Regions from separate parts of the Mus musculus genome. Here regions 1 and 3 are each linked to region 2. The links are chromatin contacts, called in public Hi-C maps. All regions are on one chromosome and are shown on one strand. Each heading gives the region's core, a stretch centred on a gene start, on an enhancer-like site or on the middle of the called end of the contact. The rest is flanking DNA. Distances are from core to core; before and after follow the strand shown.

Region 1 (2,700 bases), core at 110-2,609, 54 kb after region 2:
ACCCGTATTTAATTGCTTTATTAATTCATGCACAGTACATCATCTTTCTCCACCTCTTAAATATAAGCCCCATGAGGATAAGAGTCAATGGTTTATTTCCTAATAGATTTCCTAATAGAATCTAAACCAGGCATACTATAGGTTCTCACTTTTTACATGCCCAGTAAAGAACTCCAGAAAGCTGTGACCATTCTCAAATGTCTAATCGCATTCTTGAGAATTTTAGAATAAAGTACAGCTGAATAGAGGATTACCTTGTCTCTTTACTGCTGCTGCACACTACAAATCTCCACCTAAAGAGACCCAGGCCTATCCCTGCAACTTACATAGGGAGATAGAAGGTGACATTCTTTACAAAGCTCCAGGGCTTTGCAGGCTGTGGTAGAGCAAACCTTAGGGATCCAAGAGGGGGCTTGGCAAAAGAAACTCCCAGGAAGATGGCCACAGGCTGTGCAAACCCTTCTAAGCTAACATACTTGTCCAGAGATTTGCCATGGATGGTGGTCACCATGTGTGGTAAGAACAGACACCCTGCTGGTCAAGATAAAATGAAGACATTTGTGAAGGGAAGGTCCAGACCTGGGTTCTGAAAGATCCTGGCAGAATGTAAAAGGACACAGAAGCCCTGAAATTGGCAAGATAGACGTCAGTGTTAGCAGAACTAGCTTCATTGATTTAGAAAAATAGAGGTGCACAATGCTCTGGCCACTCCTTAAACCTGTGTGTCTGCCATTGTTCTGACCAGGTGTGTGCCCATTGCTGCACCTTCATTAGACTCTTTCCTTGTACCCCTCCCATACCCATTTCTTGAGAATAGACATTGTTTAGATCTGGAAATCCCCTAATCTCCCCCTTCTCCTTTCCCCCCTGAGGGCCTATAAAAACTGGGAACTCTTTCCCCTCGAGGTCGACTCCTCTACCCCTGCGTGGGATATGAGTCATCCCCAGAGCTCTGTCTTTCCCCGAATAAAGCCTCATGTGGTTTGCAACAAGCTCGGTCTGTCGTGAGTTCTTGGGTGTCCGCTATTGTCCTGAGGCCTGAGGAAGGGGCTCCTCTCGGAGTCTTTCAGTTCCATGTGGGTTTTGTCACTTCCCAGGCATGTGGCCTTGAACAAGTCATCTCAGTTCTCTAGACATCAGCTTCTTCTCCTGTAAAATAAAGATAAGGAAAACTGTTCTTCCAAACTGGGATGAGAAGGGGTGAACTCCAATTTGAATTGGAGATATAAAAGTATTCAGATTTTTATACATAGTCACAAAAATAATGTTGGGAATAAACAAGGCCTTTGTCTCCTTCCCAGAAGCCTCTGTAAATATTTATCCATTAAGATCCTGAGGTTTTGACCTACATGTTGGGTGAAGCAATTGATGAGAAGTGTACAGTCTCAGGAGGGCTGACCTAGTAGTGCTTCTCAACCTTCCTAATGCTATGACCGTTTAATACAGTTCCTCATGTTGTGGGGACCCCAAACTATCAAATTATTTTATTGCTATTTCATAACTATATTTTTGTTACTGTTATGAATCATAATTCAAATATCTGATATGCAGGATATGTGATATGCAGGATATCTGATATGCTATCTTGTGAAAGGGTTGTTTGACTTCCTGAAATGGTTCAGACCCACAGATTGAGAACCACTGTTGTAAAGAAAGGACCATGGGCATGCTTGATTGACTTTTGAGAAGGAAGTTATAAACCAGGAGAGATATGGAAAGAATACAGAAGTTGGAAGGAATGACGTCTTTTGTTGGTATTACCAAGGAGGACCTCTGACTTACAGCTGAGGGAAGAGTAATAACAGGAGATGAAAAAGGAGCAGAAATCATGAAGAATAAGATTTAAGTGTAAAAGTCTAGAGATAGCATAACACAGGGCCATTCTGGGAAGGGTGAATGGCATGTGAATATTACTAGGTAAAGTCCAAGGGAAGTAGATAAAAATCTTGGGTTATTGGGTGTGTGTCAGGAAGAATACAGGCTGGAGGACAAGTCTTTATTTAGTGGGCAAATAAGTAAGATAAATAGATATGGGATCAATAATCCAATAAGGTTCTACAATATTCTTCTCCTGACTCTGGACTTTGTCATCCAGAGTGCAAGAGACTGGTCATCAGGTGATGGGGTAAACATTGGCTCCATTCTTGCTCAACAGATAGTTCTGCCTCCTCTCCCTGCAGCTTAACCCCTGTCCTCATTCTAGCTGCTGTGAAACTGGAATGAATGGCCTTGAACCACCTTCAGGAGGCAGGAGGCTATCCATACATTAGCTCATGGCTACTATCGGTAAACCCTGTTTGCTCTCAAAAGCACATTTTGGACATGATCTTAATCCCTAATTCTCCAACACTTTGCAGCAAGCTATCTCATCCAAAATACATGGTCAGAAAGGAAAAGACTAATCTAGATTTCTCTACCAGAAAAATTGCCAATGAAACACCCAAGTATAAAAGGGAGTATAACTTCCAAATCTTTTGCATCAATAAACCAATTCCAAACTGCGTACAGTAAGTCTGATCCTGTTATTGATGTTTAATGAACAATAGGAAAATCAAGGAGGCTTTATGGAAGTTATGCATAGATAGACTCCAATTACACATATTTTCACATGATTTTTTTTTTAACTTCAAGATCATGAGTTTACCACTGGAGTAACCTCATAGTAATTTGGGGAGCATTTTTATAGCAAGAATAGCTAAT
Region 2 (2,712 bases), core at 8-2,507:
TACAGCAATGGCACAAATATTATGTAGTTATGTATTTAAAATTGTGTAATATCAGAGTGCAATACGGAACATTTGCTCTGTGCCCAGGCACATTCATTCTCTTTACATAATTTCTCAAAGAGGCCTTGCCAGGAGAGCAGGCAAGATTTCAAAGCACCAAGCATTGACTGTAAAAAGGTGAAAACAGGGTGACATTACAGGCTGGGGGAACTGGAATCCCCAGGGTGTAACTAATGTGGGTCCCATCCCCCACCTTATCTAAGTCTCCTGCCTGGGCCACCCACCTGTCCTGATCTCTAAGATCTAGTCATCAAAAAACCCAAACAAAGTCCTATATCCCCCAAACCTCCCAAAGAACTCCATGTAACCGCCCCCTCCACCCCATGCCACCTCACTCCTCTCTTCTTTTCAGGTGAAACTACAACAATGGCTCTTGCTTGCCCGGTCTCTCCGCTGCCCTGGCCTCCTGACTAACCTCATTGTTTCCTCTTTTACACCATCCCTGTGACCTGTCCCTGCCTTGTGGGAGCTTCAGTGTAACACCATCATCTCAATTGTCTGATTTAAGCACGTTGTAATTTTTATTAATCCATTACGTTTTCAGCCAAACCTTTTGCCTACCTTTTAACCTAACTTACCCTCTGGACCCAGAGCAGAAGCAACCGCTCTTTTTGTCCTCAGTGAAAAAGGCACTCCTGTCATCTCTGCTTTAAAGGTGGGGGTTCCCTAGTCACTGTATCACCCAGGCTTTGCAAACTTTAGGATATCAAGTTGGAGTTATTGATTAGGAGCCAGATATAAGGCTGGCTCCTGAGTTTATGCTTTCCATGTTCTGCTCAGCCTCTCTCTCTCTGACCTGCTTGCAACTTGACAAAGAATCACAGGGAAGCAGCCTGATCCTTCTTCAGCTCTCCTGTGCCTCCTATAGCTGGGTATCCCAGTGTCCATCCTCCTCTCTGTCTCTGTGGGAGTCAAGTTCTTCGGACTTTGATGCACCCCTTCAAGTGCAGAAAGCAAAACTCACCAAGGGACTGGACTATTTTGTCCACAGCATTGCCCATTGTGCCCAGAACAAAGACTGAAAATGTACACACAGACATTTGTAACCCAGAAGAACTTACCCCAAGCTGTGCACGCAGCAAGAGAAAGCCATATCAGAGGGTAGAGGCCCATTGTGGAAGGACAAGGGCTCTGTGGGTCTCTGAGCTATCTGCTGCTTTAGCAATGCTTCTGTTGTGGACCAGGGGACCCGCCTCCTTAAGTCTTGCTCAACCAGCTCAGTTATGTAATCTAAGCTTAAAAAAAAAAAAAAAAAAAAAAAAAAAAAAAACTCTTCCTTCCAAAGAGCTCTCTGGGTGTCAGTTGGGCCCTCCAAGCCACGCCCACTAGGAGTTTACCCACTTTTATCTGAACAGTCAGTGCCCAGTACTCAGATTACAAGTGGCCAGAAACCCATCCAACAGCTTCTTACATAAGCACCTCTCCCTGCAGCACTCTCACCTCAATTCAGTGCACCCTGACCTCTCAAGAGCAGACAGCAGCAGCCAGGTGCCTGCAGGTAGTGGGAAGTGTTGTTCTGGGGTCCTTCTACAAAGCTCTGCTCAGCTGGGATGTGAGGACGGACACATTTCACAGCCTTCCTGGACCTGCATGTCTTAGAATCCATACTCTCGAGTTAGGAAGGGAACTCACACTCTACCAACCTTTAGAGGATTCCTAAATTAAGTTTGTAGTATTCCTGCCAAGTGACCTGGCTGGGCACGGTGCATACTTAGGTTCAAGGAAGTTTACCAGAGAAAGAACCTTTGGACATAATGTTCATGTAGGAAACAAACTCCGCTGGCAACAATCCTTGCTTCTAACCATCCATGCATACACGTACACACTGATTCTTCAAACATTGCCAAAGCGCATGGCCTCCCTTTTCATGGGAGTGTACAACAGCAGGTGGGTCAGTGCATCTATGCAATTGCTGACCCTAGCCTATTCCAGCAGTGTAGCCTCTTCATACTTTCATGTTTGGGTACCTCTTTTCATTCCTCTGGTGTGTATTTTGGTTCTTTCATCTAATCATTTATTTTTAAGTTCTCAGGATGCATTACTAAGTTATTTGTTTGATTTTAGAAATCTTTAATTTCTTTAAGATCAAATCTCTTTGACAGATCCATTTTGGAAAAAAATAGTTGACGTAAAATAGTAGTGAGCTGATAAAATAATAGACATTCTACAGCTCTGGAAGGGTTCAAGTCCATTTGATGCATAATTATATCTTCTTAAAGACATGAGACTGTAGTTACTCATGATATAGAATTTCCTCCCGAAGTACTTCTGTTTTATCTGGGTTCTGTATGTTGTATCTCCATTTTCATTTCATTTAAGGAATTTTTCAACCTTCTCCCTCTTCCCTCTATTTCATCAATGAATGTACTTAAATTCACACAGTGGAAGGAGAGCACAGAATCTCACAAATTGTAGTTGAGTTTCTCACCATGAGCAGCAGGGTACTTTGTGACTGGAGTCATTTGAAACCCCTCAGAGACCTTGATCACTAGAATAAGCTGGCACAGGCAGCATCACTGTTATCTTTACAGCCATACCTGGGCTGAACTGGTGGTGGTATACATCAGGGTGGTATGCACAGGTTTGTTTTGCCCGCTAGGAGGAGTGGAGTTGTGATATGTGGTGCTGGCACAACAGACACAGAGTGTGATG
Region 3 (2,961 bases), core at 254-2,753, 34 kb before region 2:
TATACTTGTTCTTATTTGTATTTCTTCAAAGCCATAAAATACTAATTCTCTTGATTGTTGAGCTATTAGACCACTTCCTTTACCTTTCTGACTCCCCTTTTCCTGGCCCCAACATGGTTTATACAGAGCTCAACCAAAATGTAAGAAGCCATACATGACACACTCTATTGTCAGCTAGAACATAACTGTAGAGTCATGGCTCCTCCTACCCAGGACTACCAACAGGCAGAACATATTATACTAACCAGGGCACTGACCCTACCCTAAGGATCATTCCTGGTTATTGTCACTTATGTGAACACCTCTTCCTGGTGTAAGAGATCCTATAGACATAGTAATAGATCCCAAATTTGCTGGGTTTGCAGTTGCTTACTGTTGAACACTACAACCAAATGAAGGGGATCTAGGTTGGTCAACATATGGTTACTGACCTTATCATTCCTCATTACTAACTCCTGTGAAGCCTTATTGGGGGTGAAAGAGGCAAATGCTAGCTGCCCAGAGACATCTCTGGACATCCTTTTTAAGCAGGCCAAAGGGGTCCAGAAGCCTCTTTTTAACCTGGAAGATTACTTTGTTGAGATTGCCTCTGGAAAAAGCATCTCTCTGGGCCTTCTGTAGAATTTCTGCTTCCATGGGGTTGTACTTGATATGACTGAGTCTATGTTGAGGAGCTGGTATAATATGCCTGGTTATGATCTTTCACCATGTCTGCTGGATTAAAACACTGACTTGGTTTTCCTGATTAGAATTAGGTTAGGTTGTCTAGCATCTACCTGGCTCCATTCCCCAAATCCTACAACGATAGCATCCTCCAGCCATTCTTGAAGGCAATTATCAGAGGCTATATGTACCTGTAATAATTTTATTGTTCATCATCACAATCATTAATACTGAACCAAGTGGAGCCAGCATGGTGAATTTCACAGGGTGATTTTTTTTTTCTTATAAGAATTCCTACCCTGGTTCATATATTCATAGATGAATCAAATTTTCATAAAAGAATCTACAAATCTGTATGGACATCAGGATGGTAATTGTACCTTGACAATCATTTGATAGGAGTCACAGAGTGAGAAGGAATAACTGCTGCAGACTGGACTCAGTTGGCCCCTCAACCTGGGACAAATGTGGAGCATTCATGCTATAGGATGCCACGGCTCCAGGAGACTAAGTTTCTCTGAAACATTTTGATTCAGGACCGCATCCAAGGTTTTGGGCCAGCCACACACCTTTTACTAGAGTGGATGTGGCAAATAACAAGAGCTCCTTCCTAGAATTTTATGTTTAAAAAAGGGGGGTGAGTGGTGAGTGGGCATTTATTGAACATGCCCTTTTGTACCTCAAAGTTCATGAATCACTATTTGTTGAACTCTGTCCATTTGAAAAGGTTGCTGATCTCTTGTTTGAAAATTGTACCAATCCATTGAAACTGAGCCCAGTCCACCCATGAGCAGAGATCTCAAGATCTTGTCCTTCAATGGCTGGTGTTGCTCAAAGGGCATGGTATTTCCATGGGTTACCATGCACATGGGATTTGCAGTCCATGTGGACACTGGATCCTCCCAGGATGATCTTGGATGACTCCACTGCCTTGGATGTAGTCTTTTCTTCTTCCTGCCAGATAATCGTGTTGTCCACTCATCAGTTAAAGTCCTTGACTAGTCCTTTTGACATGGCCACAGAGGGGTCAGCATGAGCAACAGTCTTGGCAATGTTGGACTTGCTGGTGGTGGCTGTTCCATAATGTATACACAGGTGGTGTTTCTTCTTCTGGAGCCCTACTGACACCATCCTACCAAGATGCTGGGCTGTAGCCACTCAGCTAGAAGAGTCCAGTGAAGATCCCCTCACTTGTCATTTTAGACCCATATCATGACTAACCACTAATATTTAATCTGATTTGATATCAATGACAGCATTACAAATGATGTTGTTCTAGTATTCCCCTGCCTTCTAGATGCTCTAAGTTGTTTTCAGGACATACAGCCTGCCCTGCTCTCCTTTCCCTAGGAGCAAATCATTTATCCCTTAATGATTTGCTCACTTGTTCACTTGGACTGGCCCCATGAGAGTGGATAATGAAAATGTGGTATATATACACATTGTATATATGGACTGTTCTTCATTTTTGAGAATAAAATTTTGTGTTTACAAAAAGATAGATAAATGGAACTGGAGAACAACAAATGAAGCTAAATAAGGCAGATGCAGAAAGACAATGATCAAAGGTTGAAACATCGTTTATGGTTGGCTTGAGCTTTCAGTACCCATCTTTGAACCATCACACTGTAACTTCACACTACAATATAAGCTACATAAAATTTGAAATAAAATAGCACACTTTAATTCTGCCTCACACCTTTGAAATTGCTTTTTCTTGCTTTCTTGACTCCAGAGAGTTCTCCCACACTGGCACACCCATTAGCTGACTTCTGTTAGTTGATACAGGACATCTACTGACTCAATGCTAATGAGGAGTGGGTTACGTAGTCATTGTCCTGTCTTAATCTTAGAACCCTGGGTGGGTAAGATGAAGTCTTTTCGCTGACCCTGTTTCTCAGCAGCAATAATGATGACTTAGGTCCAGTACTATTTGTTCTATTCATGCAATGGGTTACAGAACTTTACAACTTTTTCCTTTGGCTGCAATAAGCCTTCATCTGGTATCTAAAGATTCCCCCATGTGGGCAGAGTATAGTTCCCTTATGGAAATGGAGTAGTGGTGTGCTTTATGCATTCCTAGAGAAAAATTTATCCCAGTATTGCAACATGTCCACAGACTTATTCATAAGCACCTGGAGGACATCTACAGAGGAGTCTGGAATGGGTGTAAGCCTCTTCTTGGGTCTGTGGTTCTCAATTAATTTTGTATTTTTATTTAGACCACACATTGCCTTTAGCACTTAGAAAACTCTGGTCATTCTCATTTCATTTATGAGAATATCTCTCTGGAAAGGA

What was found. A called contact is a pair of places that touch in the nucleus more often than the background predicts.
Region 1: a Hi-C map of liver shows a contact between it and region 2, with 3 times the contacts expected there. The contact joins the enhancer-like site here to the promoter of Ces1d in region 2. A contact is called at or near these places in 3 of 39 promoter capture datasets (embryonic stem cells and liver), 3 of 484 Hi-C or Micro-C datasets (liver and nephron progenitors), 1 of 115 datasets of contacts at active chromatin or transcription factors (embryonic stem cells) and 3 of 9 other capture datasets (adipose tissue, liver and pancreatic islet).
Region 3: a contact with region 2 is called in a Hi-C map of liver, with 1.6 times the contacts expected there. The contact joins the enhancer-like site here to the promoter of Ces1d in region 2. A contact is called at or near these places in 3 of 39 promoter capture datasets (liver and macrophages), 6 of 484 Hi-C or Micro-C datasets (cranial neural crest, liver and palatal mesenchyme), 1 of 115 datasets of contacts at active chromatin or transcription factors (embryonic stem cells) and 2 of 9 other capture datasets (adipose tissue and pancreatic islet).

The regions. Positions count from the first base shown.
Region 1 is chr8:93,250,597-93,253,296 of GRCm38.p6, forward strand. No RefSeq gene overlaps it. Among named protein-coding and RNA genes, the nearest start is that of Ces1e, 22 kb to the left of the region's middle. Within about 2 kb of position 1,360, at least 4 of the 459 cell types and tissues checked have an H3K27ac peak or open chromatin away from gene starts, as enhancers often do. A contact at or near this core is called in liver, where this site is marked.
Region 2 is chr8:93,196,547-93,199,258 of GRCm38.p6, forward strand. It overlaps Ces1d (carboxylesterase 1D), which reads right to left and starts at 1,258. Exons shown (of 14, transcript NM_053200.2): 1 at 1,122-1,258. The coding sequence starts at 1,173.
Region 3 is chr8:93,162,193-93,165,153 of GRCm38.p6, forward strand. No RefSeq gene overlaps it. Among named protein-coding and RNA genes, the nearest start is that of Ces1c, 32 kb to the left of the region's middle. Within about 2 kb of position 1,504, at least 2 of the 459 cell types and tissues checked have an H3K27ac peak or open chromatin away from gene starts, as enhancers often do. A contact at or near this core is called in liver, where this site is marked.